Linked DNA regions of Mus musculus: all the other regions are linked to region 6. The links are chromatin contacts, called in public Hi-C, HiChIP or PLAC-seq and promoter capture Hi-C maps. All regions are on one chromosome and are shown on one strand. Each heading gives the region's core, a stretch centred on a gene start, on an enhancer-like site or on the middle of the called end of the contact. The rest is flanking DNA. Distances are from core to core; before and after follow the strand shown.

Region 1 (2,700 bases), core at 19-2,518, 620 kb after region 6:
TGTATTTCTAAAACAATGCAGGGTGAGACTAAGGGAAACCTTAGCAGAGATCTTTTAGGAAGAGTGGTCTCCAGTGCAGCTAAGTGAATGAGACTCTCAACAGCCATTAAGTTGCCGATGAGCATGACATTAACACAACCTTAGTAGCCTCGTTCAAGCCCTTTTTGCAATCAGGAAACGGGATAACATGCCTCTTCACTAGCAATTTATACAACCAGAGTCACTGATATGTTTTCCAACGTGTATATTTAAAAAGTTGTTAAAGTCATATGAGAGAAGAAATCTGAATTGGATATAGACTAAGAGAGCTACACAATCATGCTACTAATGTTTAAAAACAAACAAACAAACAAACAAAAAAATGGGTCGCTTTTCCGTTCTTTCTACTTCCAGATTATATGCTCAAACGATTGGTTTCCACATCAGGTCTAATAAAGTTCCAAATGCTCGTTACTACTGTCAATGGCCCACCGATAGTAAACTGCACACGACCACTGCCTATGTCTGCATGTGTATAACATGGAGGGATGCGCACAACTTCAGCCTGCTCTATCCACATCTTCTGCTTACATTCTCTTGAGACCGTGCACCCATTTTCAAGACAGCAGGTCTCCATGAATGTTATTATTTTAGCAAAGGGCTGGAGTGTAGTGTAGAGGGAAATAGAAGTGAAGATTCGGTGTCCTGGCCATCACCACACACACACACACACACACACACACACTCGACTCTCTGGCAGGGGAACCTGGGACTTTGAATTTACACAGGTTCCCAAGCAGATTGTCTTGCACACTTAAGTTTAAAATTAGCAAGCAAAAGGACTCAGGAAACTTGGGCCCTGCCTGCCACTGAAGCAGGTTAGGCAGATTTCTGATTTGGCAGGAATAATTACTGTTCCCAGCAAATGGCTAAGAGGCCAGCAAGCCCCCCACCCCTTCCTTCCTCCCCAGTTCCTTCCCTGTGCACTGAGGAGGCTGGACCACCACCCAGCACGTAGAACCTAACCCCAGGCATCAAAGTGCTCGCACACCAGTTCTGCGGGATCTGGACGTGGGGTTTGAGCAAGGAAGGGCCGACAACGCCAGGCGTCCGTATCCCTCCCCGGCCAGTGGCCCTCGCTGCCCCGAGCACGCCATTACCCGAAGGTGGCTACGGGTTCGGCCTGGGGTACGCAGATCCGGGATTTCAGGGGCGAGAGGAGCAGCCGCAACCGCTGGGCCGCCGGGCGAACTGTTGCGGTCGCCATAGCTCCAGGTCGCACAAGCTCCATGGAACGCGCATGCGCCCGGCTGGATGCCACCCTTCAAGTGCTAAGCTCGAAGTCCCGCCCCTGGCCCGCTGTGCCTTGCTGGAGCTCGCTCTGCTCCTTGTCAGGCCTGCCCAGAAACAAAAACAGAGCGTGTCCTTCTAGTCCTAGCTCTCTCAGGGTGGACAGTTCAGTAGGCACTGCTCCTTGCTTGCAACTGCCAAGGAGTCCAAGGATATGGGTCGGCGGGGCCACCTGCTGTGCTGCCTTCACCTAAAGGGTATCTAAGCAGAGCCTCTGAGAGACAAGTGCACAGCAGACCATCCTGCCTCTGTTAAGGAAGGAAAGCTCAAGCTGGCCTAGAACTCTAGCTGATGTTGATCTTGAGCTCCTGATCCTCCTGACTCATGCTGGGACATCTGGCCTGCATCACTACACCTGACTATGTCCCACTTCCCACATTATCTAGCCCTGGTCCCTTGATGCTAAGCATAATGGTAGCAAGCCTTTAGGTTACTTAGAGCAACATTTATTATGCACGTCTTAAGAACTCATCATTTGTACATCTTGCTGTGTTAGCTTTATGCACCACTGTGACAAACATTTGAGAACAATGTAAAAGGGGGAAAGGTTCATGGTTTCAGAGCTCTAAGCTCAAGGTCATCCGGACCCATTTCTTTGGGCCCGAGGAAAGGCAGTGCATGGTGGGAGCGGAGGCACTTAAGTGTTAAGAGCACTTAACAGGCTGAGAGGGAGAAGAGAAAGAACTGGAAGAAACTGTTCAAAGGAAAAATTGTTCAAAGACATGCATGCTCCCAGTGACCTGCTTCTTGTAGTCAGGCCCCACCTCCTATATCTTCCAATAATACCAACAAACTATGAATCCATTAATAGATAACTCCATTGATTAAGTCAGAGTCCTCACGATCCAATTACCCAGCAATGACTAGTCCCAGTAATGGGGGGGGAGGGAGCTTTCAATACTTCATACCAAAAACTAGTCATTTTTGTGCCAGGTGCCTTAAAGTGTGTCACTATATTTTTAATTAGTATATGCTCCTTCTCCATCCATACTTCTTACCCCAGATTATAGACGAGGAAACAGTGGGAAGAGAAGTTAGAAAGGCTTGGCTCACAGAGCTGTGGAGGGGTATTCAGGTCGGCTTAGCTTCCTAATGCTATATGAAAACATCATACCTCTTACTACAATTACACTAGCTCTTAACTCTTTATAATCACTTATTTGTAAATGTCATTGAGTCTGTCCTCCATTTTAACCCCACCCCATTTTTTGAAGCGATAAAACCATGAAGGGAACCTTGATTTCTTCCCCTCTTCCCCTACCTCACCTTCTAAGGCCCTTTTTAAAAATATTGTCAGCAGTTATAAAACATTATCAGATTAAGTGGTTCAGTTTTAGCCACAATCTGGTTGTCAACCCTTTAGATATCTTT
Region 2 (2,700 bases), core at 23-2,522, 560 kb after region 6:
AGGAAAACCAGGGTGTGAATAAAAATAGAAGTGAGCTCAGTGCTCTCACAAGCAAGGTTCTCAATGGATCTGGACCTTCAGTGAGTGGAAAGAGCTCATTTGCAATGGAATCCCACGATCAGGCTTCTGGGCTTTCTGTTTTCGCCACATTCACACCCCAACAAAGGACTGTGGCATCATCACTAAGGCAGGAAATGAGGGGGTGAGTAGACATTGGCTGCATTCCCCCTTCTTCTGAGTTCAGACAGACAGTCCTGGAGGCTGGGTGCTGGTTGCCTAGGAAACAGCTTGGATGTGAAACTAGAAAAAGCTCTATCAGCATCAGGAGATGCAATTACTGGTTTTTGTTTTGTTTTGTTTTGATTTTTTTCTTCCTTTCTTTCTGGTATTGTGTGATGCTAGGGGTGGGGAGGAACATTCCTTTAACGCTTCTGAGCCAATTTTTTTCACACATAAGGAGACAGGTTATATTCTACTCGCTCCCACTCCCCCTCTTTCCCCTTCCCCCTCCCCTTCCCCTTCCCCATCCCCCTCCCCCTCCCCCTTTCTCTCTCTCTCTCTCTCTCTCTCTCTCTCTCTCTCTCTCTCTCTCTCTCTCTCTCTCTCTCTCTCTCTCTCTCTCTCTCTCTCTCTCTCTCGCATCAAAACCGGTACTGAGCCTAGCAAACACTTGGCATGGCTTTCATCTCTTGTCTCCCACCCACACAGCCAGCTTGCTGCACTTAACAGGCACCAGCTGAATAATCAGGATGTGATAAGAAAATAGGTTGGTAGTGAGAACTTCATCTTTGTAACTTTCATGATAGTAAAAACTTAAGTTTCATGGTGCAGTGTTAGATTATCAATCGTTTGTAAACCAAAACATCACTAGAGATGCAAATGTGTCTAACCACTTCTGAAAAATATAGTTATTGTTTTCTGTTTGAATAAGCATAGCTACATAGTGGGGATGTATGCTGAAGTTTCTCGTTAGGTCACTCATTTTCCTCTACTTGTATTCAGACTCAAGTGAAATGGATGTGGAGTCAACAAACAGCAGGAGCCACCTGTCTGTGGAAGAGCAACGAGACTTTTAATACCACTGCGCTAACAGGAGAATTCAGACTCCACGTACAGATAATGCTGGACTACCCCTGCCACTCCCAAATTTAGCTCCCAGCCAGGGAACCATGTCTCACAAGGAGGAGCTCTTAGTCAACATGCACTGCAAAAGACTTAAAAATTTCAGGTCGGTTGTTTAACGAGCAAAGCAGGTGTTGTTTAGACTACCAGACTTCTGCTTCCAGGCTATGAGGCTATCATTTCACCAGCTGTGGGTAGCTGGAGCTAGTGGGTATACCTGAAGTGTTGTCTTCAGATAAAGAGGAGATGACTGGCCTTTGTCACCTTGATGGCCAAGACTGATCAGAGGAAAGGGAGTAGAGGGACTGTAGGCCTCAATGCGGGGCATCTATGAAAAGTTCCCTAGGATAGCAAATATCACAACAGGGGCTGCACAATTCAGTTCTTGACTTCCTCAGCCCTCTTTCTTCTAGTTTGCACCACTCTTTGTGTGTAGATCTTTGTCTTTCCCTGCAAGGAACTGGCTTGAGAAAATTAATTTCAAAGAAACTACACTCTGTACTTAGATTGTAAGATGTGATAGATGCCCCCATGACAGACCACCCCACCCCATGGAGAATTGTATCTGAAAGCCTGTTTTCAGTTATTTTCTTCAGGTAGTTGTTACATGATCGTGTTTCCCTCAGTTTTTTCCCCCAGTTCCTCTCTGCTCATCTCTTCCTATCAGTCTGGTGTTGAACCTTTCAGGTGATTCTTACTGCTTCTCTCCTGCTTCCCATCCTCTGTTCTTCTTACTCCACTTTCTACAAGACTTGTCTCACTTTTCTTTCAGTTTCTCCATTGAGTTTAGTTGATGTTAATACATTTTGTGGTTCCCAAGATCTTTTTAAAAAATTCTTTAGATTTTAGTTTTATTATTATTATTATTTGAGGCAGAGTCTCCCTCTATAGCTTAGGCGGTCTTAGAATTCATTATGTAGCTCAGACTTACCTTGAATTCACGGTAATCCTTCTGCCTCAGCTCTCTCAGAACTGAGATTACAAGTGTGAGCCCCCACACCAAGCCAATTTTCTACTCTTATTTCATGGACTCACTGTTTGGTCTAAAGATACTTATGAGGTTTTTAACTATTTTTCTTCTCCTTACATGATATCTGTATATCTCCTTTCTCTGTGTTTACTTGGGCCTCCTGGTAGAGTAAGTAAGGTTTAGTTGCCTCTCCATTTTTTGAGATCCACTTTTATTTTTGATCACATGTATGTGTATGTGTGTGTCAGTATGTGCATATGAGTGAAGATCCCCAAGGAGCCAGAGGTTTCAGATATCCTGAATCTAGAGTTACAGGTAGTTATGAGCTGAGTCCTGAGGACCAACTCTAACCTAAGAGCAATCAGGGCTTTTAACCTATAAGCCATCTCTCCAGCCCTATGAATGCTCATTAAAAAACATTTTAAAAAATATTTTATGTGTATTTTTTGTCTGCATGCATGCATGCATGTGTATCACACGACTGCCTGGTACCCACAGAGGCCAGAAGACATCAGATCCTCTGGAAGCAGAGCTCTAGTTGAAAGTCACTATGTAGCTACCAAGAATTGGGCTCTGGTCCTCTCAAAGAGCAAGAAAAGCTAAATGCT
Region 3 (2,700 bases), core at 92-2,591, 570 kb after region 6:
TGGCAAACAAGATCCACATTTACAGCAGCATCCCCTTGGACTTTATGAAGGCATTTTCACTCCATAAACTCAACCTGCTTTCATATACACCTTCTCATTTCCTGTTCACAAAGCCAGCTCCACGGCACCTATAATTATTTAGTATTTGAAGAAACTGGCTCCCGAGAGGAACTGGTGGAAGCTCCTGTTTACCCCTCCACTGTGCCAGACCAACGAAGAGTAACTCCTGGTGGACCAGTCCTAGCGCCAAGCCTAGGGTTTCTGCTAATAGAAAAACTGCAGGTTCTCGGGCTTCCTCAATTTGTAGCTGGTCAGGTTTTAAACCTTGCTTTTCTGAGGGGAGGAATCTGGGTAGTGTTGATGCCTTTTGTGGGACAGACAGTACTAGCCGAGAGAAGGAAATGTGAGCCCTGAATGTGGGCTGCAACCGTGTTTTTATATTTTCCTGGTTATCACATTTTTAAAAGTGAAAACAAGTGAGTCATTTAACAAATATATTTTAAGCACTGTGTCCAAAACGTGATCACTGTGACCTTTTGTCAGTGAGGTTCTTTGGCTAACTTACCCAGCCCATGAAAACCAGTGTCTCTCTCAGACCAGCATCTCAACTCACACTCACTATATTAGCTACCTCCACTTCCCTCCCTTGCTCTCTCGCTCCAACACGTGTCTGAGAGCAGAAATTTCGACTTTTAAGAGGCTTTTAGGACCCAAGAGTCCAGACCAGAAAAACGTCACTCTTCCTCCTCTATACCTAGCAATCGACCTGTATAGCATCCTTGTCGTCCTTGAAACAGTCCAGACCCTCACTTGATCCTCCCCTCTTTCCTCCCAAGCGGTATCACGTCTGGCTTTCTACTCGCCCTTAGTTACCAAGCAGACTTGAAAGAGAGAACCGGGCTGCAGTTCAAGTCCTGCCCAGGATGCAGGCACCCTTTTTCAGAAAGGACATCTAGTAGAGATGCATTTTCAGTTCTGGGCTTCATATCCAAGAGCGAGGCCACACCTGTCCTGCTACTGGGGAGGCAGGAGCCCCATCTGTAGTCCCCAGAGTGGTGGGAAATGAGCAGTGTGGGAGCAGAACCAGAGTGTAACCTAAAGGTCTCGACAGTAGACAAACACCTCAGGTGGACACTGAGGGGAAACCAGCAGGACCGGCTGGGGGGGCGTAATAACCCTAGGAGGCTGGATACAGGCGGGTGCCCCGCACCTCGCACCGCGCCCCGGCTCCCTCTCGCGGTGCCGCAGTCCCAGCCGCGCCGCCCCTCGGCTCTGCCCCCATGACGTCAGCGGGACTGGGCGGTCCCCGGGTATAAAAGGCGGTGCTGGGGGAGGGCGACTGGTCTTTTGCGCTCCTTAGCCCTCTGTCCACGCACTGCTCCGAGGGCAAGAGCCTCCACCCCTTCTACAACCAGCACCATGCGCGAGATCGTGCACATCCAGGCGGGCCAGTGTGGCAACCAGATCGGCGCTAAGGTGGGCTCACCCCTAGGGAAGAAATGGATGAGGTAGTCCCATCCGGTCAGGGTCCCAAGGTTGCGTGGGGAGAGGGGTAGGGGGGGGTGTCGCGGAAGCAGGCCGAGCCTAGGGGATCCAGAAGAGCCCCGGCTGGTGTCGCATTCCACCGCTGGCTACTGGGCGGGCCGGGTCCTGAAAGCCGACCAACTTGCCAGGATTGGTGCGACAAGGGTGTCTTAAATTAAGGTCCATTACATTGCTTTGGGACACAGCCCTTCTGCGGGGTGCAGCTGACATTAGTCTGGGTTTTTTTCGTGTCTGAAATTTGGGTTGGGGGGGTCACTACATGTATTGAAAAAAATCTCATGTCAAATGTAATTCATATATATATATATATTTCTGTCATTTGAATGAAAAAAATGCAGTGTCATTGGGTTGACAGATGTTACAGAGGCGTGTCTTTGGGCCAACAGACGAGGGTGTTAGACAAATTCTCTTACAAGGGCTCGTTTAGATGTGACATAAAACATTATGGTCCTCTTTTTTCTCTGCAAGACTGCTTGGAATGGGGGCTGTGAGACCCGACGGCAGTGGGGAGACAGCAATGGGTATTTAACATGGGTGTGGGCGGGTGCCTGCACAAGGACATGGTCTCTTTCAACACCGCCATATTGCCCACCCAACCTCCCCACTCCCTTTCCTGCTGCCAAGTCACAATGGAGGTTACATCCTGAGGATGGCCAGCTTTTTCCCGGGGCTGCCAGACGCCCTCTCAGGATTGTACTGCCCATCCCCGAACATTCCTAGCCAGGGTCAATACCCGAAGCCAATATGTAGGTCAGTGGTATAAAACTGGGCTGTTGAAAGCTGTCATGGAGTCTGTGCCAGCAGCCATTGATCCCTGGAGGCACAGGGGGCGGGGCACCTGATTTTCCCTTCTGCCTTTCCCATCCATCAGCCTGTATGTGTAACATTCAGCCTTGCCTGGAGTGATAGAAAGCAGCTGCCTCTGCAGTTCTGCGAGATCCGCTGTGCCCACTTCCTTCTCCAGGCTCCTCCCAGCCCTGCATCTGTGGTCATAATATGGCCGATGCACTGCGCATTCCCAAGACCCTCTGCAGCAGCAGCTGCTGCCCAAATACATGGAGGCCCGCAGCCCACTAGGCTCTTGCCCTGCTGTCTTTCTGGTGACAGAGAGATTCTAAGCATGATGTGGGATTGTCTTCATTTCAGTTTTGGGAG
Region 4 (2,700 bases), core at 199-2,698, 690 kb after region 6:
CAAGAAAGGTTATTTAGCTGGGCTCTGGTTTGAAGTGAGTGGCTGGTGATGCAGCCAGGGACCTGAGTGGGGGGATGATAAATAGGTCAGAGTAAAGATTTTATGCCAAGAATAACAGAAGATCTTAGGCAGATAGCTCTAAGGTTAATACACATTTTCAAAGGTTCCCAGGACTACTGTAGATGAGCAAAACACATCCCGAGATTTCCCTCAAGTAGGCACACAGCTGCCTTAGTCCGGACTTTGCAGTGCTGCTAGGCACACTCTACACTCTACCCCTAGCCTCACCGCCTCATCTGTGCTACTCAGCTCAGTTTACAAATTTGTATTACAATTGGGTGTGGCTGGCTGGGTGCATGGGGTTGAAATTTCCTCTTACTTAACTCTCGGAAGAGTAAGAAATTCGAACATAGATACAATCTCCTGATACAGGCTTTTCACTCTCAGTTACTCGCCTTAGGTGGAAACTGTAAGTTAACCAAGGTTTTGTTGTTTGTTTTTTCTTGTTTTGTTTTTGCTGTTGTGTTGTTTGTGGGGGAGGTGTGGTTGTTAACCTACAAGCCACATGAAAAGAACTTCACGATATTTAGAGATAAGCATAATTATGTCTCAACATCCAGCAGTTATTTTGATAGTTTTACTGTATCATTTTCTACACAGGCAGGCTCTATGGTGGTCATTCTAACAGCTGACATGTTATCCTGTAGTGACAGCATTGCCTGCCTGCTTTCTGTGTTCACTTAGTTTATCTTTTTCTAGAGTGCTCTTGCTCAATCGCGCTCCTCTCCCCCACCCTCCATGCTCCCTTAGAGGCTTCTGCGAGTCACAAAGTTTCAGTCTTCTGTCTCTTCCTTACTTATATTTCCAGAAATTACAGGTTACTGAAACCGATAGTTTCACATTAAGGTTACAGAAGCTGATACTTCCTTTGAGCCAGTGTTCTTTAAGGCAGAGTAAACCGCAGTTGCCAGGCTAAGGGAAGACACCCTGCACAAACTTCGCTCTGGCTCACTTCGATTTTTACCCTTTGCTAAAAAAATATGCAGAGACTCACAACTGCTCACTATACAAGAGTGGGCTGGCGAAACGCAACCATTCACGTTAAGCAGGACCTGGACCCAGTGTGGACGCGCCTGCAAATACTTAAAGGCTTGAGGAGCGAGGCACCCTGGGAACACCGGTCTACAGTTTAATATGCAAGCTGAAAACCGGAAGGGACCTCTTTAGTCCTGCATTTCCCCCAGTCCCCAAAGTTGCTTGCAGAAAGGACGCGCATGCCCCAGGGAAGCAGTGAACAGACTCTTACCTCTGCCTCCTGGAGGGAACACACGCACAATGTGACACAGCCAGTGTCTAGGGCCAGAATGCCTAGAGCTTGCCTGCACGCTTTGCCGCTGCGCCCAGGGCCGTTTTCCCCACCCGGCCCCGCCCTCACACTGACCTCTAGCGGCTTCTTGGCAACAACCCGCCCCACAACTCCCAATCAGTGGACTTCAATCTTCCCTCCCCTACTGTCTCCTTGACCTGTTCCTGCCCCACGCTGGGCTCCAGTAGTTGTGGGCAAAACCAGTTTCTCTCCTTGCTTCCGGCATCTGGCAGAAAGCCTGTGCTGGGAGATGGGAAGTGGTGCCTTCCTGCTTTGTACCTCATCCTCTACAAGCACTAATATATCCAGGCAAATCAGCACAAAAACACTGTACTACTAGGCAATCAAAAAAAAAAAAAAAAAAAAAAAAAAAAGAAATGAGTTGTGAATACATCCTGCTCCAGTCTTCAGGGAATTTCCCAGAGTAAGAGCGTCCAATCACCAAAGAATATGTATTTAATGATTCTGTTTCTTGAAAGAGTAAATTACAGGAATAGGGAATCAGAGTAGTGGTTGCAAAGATTTAGGAGTTAAAGAACAATCTTTGTGTTGAAGGATGCATTCTTTGCCTATCCTATCAGTGTCCACGTCACGGTAAGCCACTCTTGCCAGATGTCGTCAATGGAGAAAACAGTGAAACTGATATATAGGTAAAAATACAATAGTTAATTAAAAAATGTTGCGGGGCCTAGCAAACACAGAAGTGGATGCTCACAGTCAGCTAATGGATGGATCACAGGGCTCCCAATGGAGGAGCTAGAGAAAGTACCCAAGGAGCTAAAGGGATCTGCAAACCTATAGGTGGAACAACAATATGAACTAACCAGTACCCCGGAGCTCTTGACTCTAGCTGCATATGTATCAAAAGACGGCCTAGTCGGCCATCACTGGAAAGAGAGGCCCATTGGACACACAAACTTTATATGCCCCAGTACAGGGGAATGCCAGGGCCAAAAAGGGGGGGTGGGTGGGTAGGGGATTGGGGGGCTGGATATGGGGGACCTTTGGGATAGCATTGAAAATGTAAACGAGGAAAATACCTAATAAAAAAAATTTTTAAAAAAATGTTGCAAGACCAAGTAGTTGCAGAAGCTGGGCAAAGGAGCTGGTAGAACTTTAGGTGAAAAATTGTGTGTGTGTGTGTGTGTTGTTGGTTTTCTGGCTTTCTATCCACAGTGACATCTTACCAATTCAAGGAATGGTGGTATGGCTGATCTCTCTGCTACCATTTTCCTTATATTAAGAAGTGGATTACTGCATTCCCCGGCAGGGTCAGGGCTGCCAGTGAGCCTTGGCCTGGAGATGGTCTACATTTTCTAATAGAGATGCAGGTG
Region 5 (2,743 bases), core at 138-2,637, 650 kb after region 6:
TGAAAGCTTAACATTATGTGTAAGGCTCAAAGTAGCAAAGAATGAGAAAAATGGAAATTAAAGTTAAGAATTGTTACTACTGTTTTTGTCAGTCATACAAACAAAACATCCCAAATTTCATTTTCAATAAGACTAGTATATTTCTACATACAATACAGCTGTGATAGTTCACCTTTCTCACAAGCCTTAGTAGTATCTTTCCAGGGGCTACAGAATTACACAATTAAGTCATTGCATCCCAAAGTTCACTCTACCATCGAGTCTTCATGTGTTAAGAAAGAATACTTTCCTAAAGGTCTTTTGTGGAATTTCTTGATTAAAACAGCTTCAACTCTTTGCACAAAGTAAAAGAGCAAGAAAATCAAATGATCTGCAAGACACAAAGAATGAGTCACCCTGGGCTGCACCATCCATCCTCAGTGGGCTCTGTCCAACGCTTAGGTGAGGAGGATGTGGCTTATCTTTTTCACAACTCAGAAAAGGTCTGCAGCAACCCATAAATGCAAATGCTACTGAGGACCAGAGAAGCCTTGGATGTTTGACACTGGTCTCTCGTTGAGGTCGTAGATCACTCCTGATTTGCCAGCTCACCTCAAAAATAACGATGAAAGCTACCGACTGCTCTGCCACCTGCTGCCCCAAGACAACAGGAATAGACCCTTTTAAAGAGCTGGTAGGTCCAGGGTTGATAGGTTACATTTAGGTAGTCTTGTTGGGGTCCTAAAGCTTCAAGAAGCTGTCATTCCTACCAAAATAATCGTTCCATAGTCACTCTGTAACCATGGCTACGGCGCACCTTCAGTCTCGACTTGAGCTAAAACGACCTCAAGAAGAGTCCAACCTCCCGCTAGATGACAGCAAGTTCCGCGCTTTTCGATTTCCGGGAACGTTTGAAGTCCCGCCCGCCACCCGGCTTCCGGAAACAACGAGCCCCGCCCTCCGGTCCACGCGCAGAAATCGCGCGGCCTCCGCCCCTTCCGGGAAACCAGCTTCTGAGGAAACTAGCGGCGGCGCCCCTGGCCTCGACCCCCGCGCTGACTTACCTCAGAGGCCTTCCCGCGGCCAAGTACCCCGGCCTAGGTGAGGAAGGACGGGCGGTGGACGTCAGGAGCGGCGCCTCGCCGTGGCTGCCCGGCCGGGACGGCCCTGGGCCCTGACGAGGACCGGTCGGAGTTCGGTGCTGAAGTGGCGCCCAGCCACTCGCAGGTCCCCCACAGCCTGCCGCCTCCCGCCGCGTCCAGCTCGCACCTCCGCGGGTCCGCACCGCCGCTGGACTCCCGGGAGGTGAGCGGCACCGACACCCGCGCTCCCGAGGCCGTTCCGGGGGCCGCTGGTCCTCCTCTAAGGACTACTGGGGTGGTGCTAGGCTGCGGCCGCCCCTGTCTCCGCCTCTGCTCACGCCCCGGGGCTGTGTGCACGGGCGAGCGCCAGCCTCCCAGCTGGGCATTGAGCTCTACTGAGCATGCCAGGTTCGCAGCACGACCATCCCGGAGGCCCGCGGGCGGAAGGAATGGCACTTTTGCCTTGCTTTCTGAGCGAGTTCTGAGAGAGCCCTTAAAAAAAATAATACGGCGGTCATAGCTGCTATATGTCAGGGCGGAGACCGCTTGGCCCGCTAGATAGCGCTGTGTGCGACAGTGGCCTTTGCAAGCTTTGTGGGTTCAGAGGTGACACGGTGACAGAACCACTGGTAAATTATCGTTCGTCCACCACAGCAGCCTGTCGAGGAAGAAACGTGATTAATTTGTAGCCCTCGAAAATAGTAGTTGAAACCCCAAGCAGAAACTGTGTTGCTGCAGGTGTCATTAAGAAGAAAGTTGCACGATAGTCCAGTGATCCCTTATTGTCAAAAGATAAATATGACAAGACAGAGAGAGGGCCACAAAAGACACGATAAAGGAGTCTTATTAAACCATACACACGACCACTTTAAGAAAATTCACAGCCATTTTACCAGATACCTCACCATACAAATAAGCATTAAAAAGATGCTCAATGTCAAAGGACATTAGGGGAACTCAACTTTGATGTAGAGTACACATAAAATGCCCCCAAATCCCAAACATTCACCGATGTTAACAAAAACGTACACTAACTGAAAATCACATACATTCCTGCAAAGAATGCAAAACCTTTATGGTTACTGTATGATTTATCAGTTTCACATACAGGTATGTACCCAAATGAACATACATCTAGTGTATAAACACATGTACTTAAGTTGGGTTTTTTGTTTGTTTGTTTGTTTGGAGTTCTTTCCGGGTGGGATTGGGTGTGTGTGTGTGTGTGTGTGTGTGTGTATAAAACTCCACATATGGGAGGCCAGGAGCCCACCTCCAGTTAGCTCCTTCTTACAATGCATCTTTTTCTTTTCCATACAAGGTATTACTTTTACCTTTTGCTTGTGGAATGGACTAAGCTGTCTGGCCAAGGCAAGAGGCACCAGGGGTGTCTCCATGGCCAGTTTTGTTTGTTTGTTTCTGTATGAGTGCTGGGGATTGAACTCAGATCCATATGTTGCCATGGAAAGCACTTTGCTGAAGGAACCATGAGCTATCTTCTTCAGGTTCCTGTACATTGTTTTTCCTTAAGTTTTTTGTTTGTTTTATTTACGAGTGTGTATATAATAGAGTGCAGATTCTCCTAGAGGCCACAGAAAGGTATCAGGTCCCCTGAAGTTAGAGTTTACAGGTGAACTGTCTGGTGTGAGTCTGGGAACCAAACTTGGGGTCCTCTGCAAGAG
Region 6 (2,700 bases), core at 5-2,504:
ATCTCTTGAAGCAACTTCTATTAATAAGAAAACACTTTCTTCAGCGCCCAGGAATGACAGACTCAAAGTGGTGGCTAGCCTCACAGAGCTAGGCCACTCGAGCAGCAGCGAACTGAACTGGAGACTTGGTTGTTCCCACCCAGCAAACTCTACCCTAAAGATGGGGTGCTTAAAAAAGTGTATTTCTGGGGGGTCCTGGGGATGATGCTGTGATAGGAGACAGCTTCAGAAGGGACATGGCTCCAGGCAGTAGTGGGGATTGGCATAGGCGTGCCTGAGCAGAACTTTTTGGTAAATAGGAGGACTGATTTCTGCAGTGACACGAGCGATCTAAGTACCCGCCCCCTGCCGGGGATGACCGGTCAACGGAAATCAGGGTCAGTGAGGTCCAGAGAAGGAATACCTGTTGCCTAACGTCTTTGTTCACTGACTATTTAGAAGCGTATAAAAAGCATAGTCTTTCTCCCAGGTTGTAGGTAGAAGAATGTCTGGAACCAAGCTACAATTCTTAATGCTAGACACTGTTTTTCAATTGGGAGCCATGCGGTACATTCCTTCTCTGTGGGTCGTTCTGCCAAGGGGGACTTCCTAAGCTCCTCCTGAGTTGCTCTCTCCGGGGAGACCCCGGTCTCCTACAATTCTGTCCCATATTCTTTTGGCGGACAACCCTCCTGGGGATCCTCTTCTAAGAACCACACGGTCTTGCCTTCTGGTCTGTCTGTCCCGCCTCGTCCCGGGCCTCCGTCAAGCTAAGGCACGACCGGAATGCGCGGGAGGACCCGGGGCGGAGTCGCCGGTAACCGATGGGACACGGGGCGGGTCAGCCCGAGTCCCGGCCCAGACCAGGCGAGTCAAGGGCGGCGCGGGGACCAGCACCAGTCCCTCTGCCCGGATTCCCGCTTGGTCTGAGCCCGCGTCCCCGCCCCATGCGGCGCCGCCCCGGGACTCTGGACTCCAGCGACGTGTCGATCCCACCCCCGTGTGGGCCTGGCAGAGTGCTCAACTCGGGGCTGGAGAATCCCGAGGATCCAGAGTGGGAACGAGGAGAAAGTCGCCTTGCGCGCGGGGAGAGCGCAGGACCAGCCTCGCCTAGCAGTTGGCAGACCAGGGAGGAGGCGATTTGCGTGCAGCTCTGGGCCGGGACCGCCCGCGGCGGGTCAGCGGGAGGCAGGAGGGAGGCGCCGCAGCCGGGACTCGACGTCGCCGCCCGCGATGGGAAGTGCCTTATAAAGCCGCAGCCCGTTCAGTCCCACAGACTCCTGGCGGCGCCGCCCTGAGCGCGCGGGCCACACGTAGCCGCCCCAGAGTGAGCGCAGAGCTGCGGCGTATTCGCGGGGCACCAACTTCTCCCCCACGGGGACTCTTAACCGCCGTTGCGGGAATCGAGCGCGTCCCACGGAGAACCCCTGATCGCCCCTGCCAGGACTCACTCTGCCCAGGCGGACCCCAGGCGGGGGCCGAGGGCGCCCCCGGCGGCAGGGGCATGCGCCGCCCGCGGCATGGCCTCGGCGGTGTTTGAGGGCACGTCGCTCGTGAACATGTTCGTGCGCGGTTGCTGGGTGAACGGGATCCGCAGGCTCATCGTCAGCAGGCGCGGCGATGAGGAGGAGTTCTTCGAAATCCGCACCGAGTGGTCGGACCGCAGCGTGCTCTACCTGCACCGCAGCTTCGCCGACCTGGGCCGCCTGTGCAAGCGCCTCCGCGATGCCTTCCCCGAGGACCGGTCTGAGCTGGCGCGCACGCCGCTGCGGCAAGGTGCGGGGCTGCGGGACTGGGGGCACCGGGGGATGCGGGGAGATGCGGTTTTCGGGAGGGGCTTTGTGGGGGAGGAACTTAGTGAGGAGCTCATCCAAGTGCGATGAAGTCCGCGGGAAGAGTTACTTAAAACTCTACTATTCGGCACCTGACGGAGGACATCCTAGACCCCGGCTTTCCTGAATGGTCGTTCAGAAAGGGCTGGGAACCGGCACGGAGTCTGGGGCGCACACTCTTGGAGGATAAATGAGATGGCTGGGGAAAGGGACAAGGTCAGCAGGACTCTCGCCTGACTGTCCCAAAGAACGAGCCTCTAGTGAAGAAGCGGAGGCGACATCCAGAGCTGACAGCTACTGGGTCCCAGCTGCTGTGGAGAACCAGTAGAGGCTGGAATGGGTTTGCTGGAAAGGGTAGAGACCGTTATAGAGTATCGAAACTGGGGTGATCGCAGCAGGTATGATCGCTGCTCAGGTCCTGCCCAGTAGAGGCCCCATCTGTATTCTGCCCCGGGGACAGCTGAGCCTGAAAGCGAGGTGCCACGCAGCAATCTTTTCCACCTCTCCTAGGAGGAGGCCGCCCCGCCTGGATCTGTCCGGCCAACCCAGGGTCCCCACCCCTGAGCCGGGTCCGCATTCGGATTTGATTAGCCATGGCCGCCTCCTCTCAGGCCGTGTGACGGTCCTGGTTGGCTGTGACTGTTGTTTTTCTCAAACAGCAGTGGCTTCCCCTTTGCTTCCTAAGGACAGCAAAAGGACTGGAAGAGTGGAGGAAACTGGAGAGAGACCTTGATAGAGACGGGGGAGGGGGGAAGAATAAAATGTGAGGCAAAGAGCCGGGTAAGCGGTAGGGCAGGAGGGATCAATATAGCTTCTGAGCAGACTTCCCCCCAGTACGTGGCCTCCCGGGGCTCTGAGACCCTTGGACCCAAGTCCTCAAAGCAGTCAT
Region 7 (2,736 bases), core at 96-2,595, 540 kb after region 6:
CTTTCTTTCATTTCCCAGGGCCCCTTGCCCAGAGAGAACATTGCCCTCCACAGTCAGAAGGGCCTCTGTATCTCTTAAAAACCAAGGCAATCTCACAGAGGCACACCACAGACCAACCTGACAGAGATAATTACTTGAGACTCTTCAAGTGATTCCAGGTTGTGTCAAATCCACAGCTAATGCTAACTAGGTCACTGTCAATCTCAACAGTTCTTCACCAGGCCTCCCTTCCACAGTGTGTCGACTTGACAAGACTACCACATACAACAAGCACTTTATCCTTTGAGCAATCTCCACATCCCTAAGTCATCCTAACAGAGCCTTCCACTGCCTCTGGACCAGCTGGCTTTCCACGATGGAGACAAAATTCCGAATGTGGCGGACTGAACAGAGGAAATACTATTTGGGTTCATGGTTTTGGGTTATGTCCTGTTACTTTGGGACTGTGGCAACAGAGCAAGCACATCATGGCCAGCGAATATGGTTAAAAAAAAAAAAAAGGAAGTAAATAAGTATACCTCCTGGTTGCTGGGAAGCCAAGAGAAGAGGGGGAAGCCAGGGTCCCAGGGTACCAGGGTCCCTGTAGGTCCCTGTATTGGCCAAAGGTTCTTTAGAAGACTAGAATAGGTGAATGTGAGTGTATGTCTACATAGATGCATGTGGCTTGCATAATAAGGTTCTGGTGACCTGACAAAGGCTGTATGTATGCAGGAGAGGCTATTCAGAGCACAAAGCTGGATACTGAAGGGCTCTAGCAGGCCCAAGCATGGCAAACACAGACCTGAGAATGGCAAACATGGCTGTCAGACCTTGCCTTTCCCCTATTTCCTTTACCTTGCTAAACAGATTATATTCTTGAAGCTAGTCTCCAAGGTCCCTCACTCCTTCTGTCTGAGGCTAACTACCAAGATCCAGCTATCAAAATATTGAAATCCAGAAATTAAAAGCTCCCTTTGGTTCACCTAATTAACATACCCAAATTAAAACAAAACACCTCACCTAGCACCAGGTTTCCCCCATTTTTCCCTTATAAACTTCCATGTTCAGGTGGGCCATATCTGTCTCCTCTCTATCCAGAGACAGTCCTTTGTCAATCTGGGACAAATATCTTTTCCCCCACTCTCTGTCCTTCCCCTTCTCCCTCATCCTTCATTTCCTGTCTTTGTCTCTTATTCCTTGCCCTTTCTCCCTCTGAGGCAAATAAATCTCCTTTGTGCTAAGAACTTGGTCTTGGGGTGTCTTGTGTGGATTCTGGAACTTTCAGATACCACAGCAATTCCATTCTGGAGCCAAAGGCTCCAGATTCCTGGTGAGTCATTGGTATTCGTTCCAGGATGGAAGGCCGAAAGAAGTCAGAGTCTGATGGTAATGGTGGCAGCGGCAGTGGGAGCCACAGGACTGGAGTCCTCTGCAAGAGACAAAGGCAAGCATCACTGATTTTCCCTCAGAGCTTGTATCCCAGCTGTGTCACCCACAGTGAGGGGAGCACCACCCCCAAACACAACTCTGGAATCTCCCTCAGAGACATGGCCAGAGCCATTGTCTCCTAAGTATTTCAGATTCAGTAAAATTAAACAAGAGCCATTACAGCCCCAATGGTCTGGGTCCCTCCTCCTACAGGTTCTACCTCTTCAAGCTGGGAATCATGTCTTAAACAAAAAGGCCTGTGTGGGACATCCCAGATCCAAACTGTAGCACATGATCTTGGAAGTCTCCATGGCCTTAGTCTGGCATTTCTTCAGAAATTCTGTGAAATATTCAGGGCATCAAGTTGCTCTGCCTTCTTGCTTCCAAGTTGTGTGACTTTGAGCAACTTACTCAACCTCTCTGTGGTTTCATTTCTTCACCTATACATCTCAAATGATCGTTGTACAGTCATTATAAGGTTGAACACAAATGAGCAGTGTATGACACTATTATGGCTTGTCATTGTTGATGACGTGAAAGGGATTACAGGAGTCTGACTCCCTAAGCAGAAAGGCACACCTCTGCCAGTGTCTCCTCTGGAGCCGCAGCTGCATACAGGTCAAAGAACAGGATTACATCGGTGCCACGCTGTAACTGTGGGAGGCATGAGTCACACATTGGACACTCTCCAGAGTATTAGGTTGAATCATATGAAATTGTGAAATTCTGTGGAGAAAACCATGGATTACTATCAGGTGATCCCACTGCCAAGCCTTGAGCAAAGGAAATGGAGAATACAGGGTTTTCAGCACCCCAATGCCCTACACCCTGAACTCTTTCCTCTTGTCCTTGTTTCTTATGATGAGCCATGACCCAGGTTAGATCTTCTGAGTCCACATCTGGCTCCTTAGTCTTGGCAATTGCCTGCTTATCACCTGGAATCTCCATCAGATGCACGTTCTGATCCAGTGGTCCTGAGGAGTAGTCAGGAATCCTAGACTTGTAGCAAGCTTGGGGGGGGGGGGGCAGGGGCTGCCACTTGTCCCCTGAAAAGGAGACTCCTGAATATCATGGCAGCTGTGACTCATGGCATCTGCAGAGAGCCCAGTGAATCCTTCCTCTTGCAACATTAACACGTCAAGACAGAATTAAGAAAGTGACTGAAGGGCGGCAGCACCTGTCAAGCTCCTGCCCTTCCCATCTCCATGGTTTTCAGATGCTATCCCACCAGTAAGCCCACAAATTCTTTCCTTTTTTTCCCTTGCCTTTCTCCACTGAGCATCTTCAGCCATGTTTACTGATACCTGCCACTTGACAAATGCTGCATAC

Evidence for each region. Promoter capture Hi-C pulls out the DNA fragments that hold promoters and counts their contacts. Hi-C and Micro-C count contacts between places; a contact is called where the count stands out from the background. HiChIP or PLAC-seq counts read pairs in DNA pulled down with a chosen protein or histone mark.
Region 1: an H3K27ac HiChIP or PLAC-seq map of embryonic stem cells shows a contact between it and region 6, with 8 times the contacts expected there. The contact joins the promoter of Bphl here to the promoter of Pxdc1 in region 6. A contact is called at or near these places in 11 of 39 promoter capture datasets (the C10 cell line, the HPC-7 cell line, the SN4741 cell line and 8 more), 6 of 484 Hi-C or Micro-C datasets (the C10 cell line, the G1E-ER4 cell line, embryonic fibroblasts and 3 more), 10 of 115 datasets of contacts at active chromatin or transcription factors (T-cell acute lymphoblastic leukemia, embryonic limb bud, embryonic stem cells and 6 more) and 4 of 9 other capture datasets (adipose tissue, embryonic stem cells, liver and 1 more).
Region 2: a contact with region 6 is called in a promoter capture Hi-C map of hippocampal neurons, with 2.5 times the contacts expected there. The contact joins the enhancer-like site here to the promoter of Pxdc1 in region 6. A contact is called at or near these places in 4 of 39 promoter capture datasets (cranial neural crest, hippocampal neurons and liver), 4 of 115 datasets of contacts at active chromatin or transcription factors (astrocytes, extraembryonic endoderm stem cells, pancreatic cancer cells and 1 more) and 1 of 9 other capture datasets (embryonic stem cells).
Region 3: a contact with region 6 is called in an H3K4me3 HiChIP or PLAC-seq map of neural tube, with 5 times the contacts expected there. The contact joins the promoter of Tubb2a here to the promoter of Pxdc1 in region 6. A contact is called at or near these places in 8 of 39 promoter capture datasets (the 3T3-L1 cell line, cranial neural crest, embryonic stem cells and 3 more), 1 of 484 Hi-C or Micro-C datasets (embryonic stem cells), 6 of 115 datasets of contacts at active chromatin or transcription factors (bone marrow-derived macrophages, embryonic forebrain, extraembryonic endoderm stem cells and 3 more) and 3 of 9 other capture datasets (adipose tissue, embryonic stem cells and liver).
Region 4: a contact with region 6 is called in a FOXA1 HiChIP or PLAC-seq map of pancreatic cancer cells. The contact joins the promoter of Nqo2 here to the promoter of Pxdc1 in region 6. A contact is called at or near these places in 2 of 39 promoter capture datasets (both in embryonic stem cells), 2 of 484 Hi-C or Micro-C datasets (cerebellar granule neurons and embryonic stem cells), 2 of 115 datasets of contacts at active chromatin or transcription factors (embryonic stem cells and pancreatic cancer cells) and 1 of 9 other capture datasets (embryonic stem cells).
Region 5: a contact with region 6 is called in a promoter capture Hi-C map of pre-B cells. The contact joins the promoter of Ripk1 here to the promoter of Pxdc1 in region 6. A contact is called at or near these places in 6 of 39 promoter capture datasets (the C10 cell line, cranial neural crest, frontonasal cranial neural crest and 2 more), 1 of 484 Hi-C or Micro-C datasets (embryonic stem cells), 4 of 115 datasets of contacts at active chromatin or transcription factors (astrocytes, embryonic midbrain, extraembryonic endoderm stem cells and 1 more) and 2 of 9 other capture datasets (adipose tissue and liver).
Region 7: a contact with region 6 is called in a Hi-C map of muscle stem cells, with 4 times the contacts expected there. The contact joins the promoter of 4930447K03Rik here to the promoter of Pxdc1 in region 6. A contact is called at or near these places in 3 of 39 promoter capture datasets (cranial neural crest, liver and stem cell-derived epiblast-like cells), 1 of 484 Hi-C or Micro-C datasets (muscle stem cells) and 8 of 115 datasets of contacts at active chromatin or transcription factors (craniofacial prominence, embryonic basal ganglia, embryonic hindbrain and 5 more).

What each region holds. Positions count from the first base shown.
Region 1 is chr13:34,036,209-34,038,908 of GRCm38.p6, reverse strand. It overlaps Bphl (biphenyl hydrolase-like (serine hydrolase, breast epithelial mucin-associated antigen)), which reads right to left and starts at 1,268. Exons shown (of 7, transcript NM_026512.1): 1 at 1,140-1,268. The coding sequence starts at 1,246.
Region 2 is chr13:34,093,758-34,096,457 of GRCm38.p6, reverse strand. 4930447K03Rik (RIKEN cDNA 4930447K03 gene) reads left to right here. Exons shown (of 5, transcript NR_046184.1): 3 at 1,003-1,228. Among named protein-coding and RNA genes, the nearest start is that of Tubb2a, 17 kb to the right of the region's middle. Within about 2 kb of position 1,272, at least 141 of the 459 cell types and tissues checked have an H3K27ac peak or open chromatin away from gene starts, as enhancers often do. A contact at or near this core is called in astrocytes, embryonic stem cells, hippocampal neurons and 1 more, where this site is marked.
Region 3 is chr13:34,076,649-34,079,348 of GRCm38.p6, reverse strand. It overlaps Tubb2a (tubulin, beta 2A class IIA), which reads left to right and starts at 1,341. Exons shown (of 4, transcript NM_009450.2): 1 at 1,341-1,476; 2 at 2,692-2,700. The coding sequence starts at 1,420.
Region 4 is chr13:33,963,407-33,966,106 of GRCm38.p6, reverse strand. Nqo2 (N-ribosyldihydronicotinamide quinone reductase 2) reads right to left here and starts at 1,448. Exons shown (of 7, transcript NM_001163241.1): 1 at 1,307-1,448. It also overlaps a transcript of Serpinb6a not described here.
Region 5 is chr13:34,001,007-34,003,749 of GRCm38.p6, reverse strand. Ripk1 (receptor (TNFRSF)-interacting serine-threonine kinase 1) reads right to left here and starts at 1,387. Exons shown (of 11, transcript NM_001359997.1): 1 at 1,044-1,387. It also overlaps a transcript of Serpinb6a not described here.
Region 6 is chr13:34,651,235-34,653,934 of GRCm38.p6, reverse strand. It overlaps Pxdc1 (PX domain containing 1), which reads left to right and starts at 1,254. Exons shown (of 5, transcript NM_025831.3): 1 at 1,254-1,755. The coding sequence starts at 1,500. Gm15908 (predicted gene 15908) reads right to left here and starts at 1,012. Exons shown (of 4, transcript NR_105041.1): 1 at 707-1,012.
Region 7 is chr13:34,111,881-34,114,616 of GRCm38.p6, reverse strand. It overlaps 4930447K03Rik (RIKEN cDNA 4930447K03 gene), which reads left to right and starts at 1,345. Exons shown (of 5, transcript NR_046184.1): 1 at 1,345-1,423.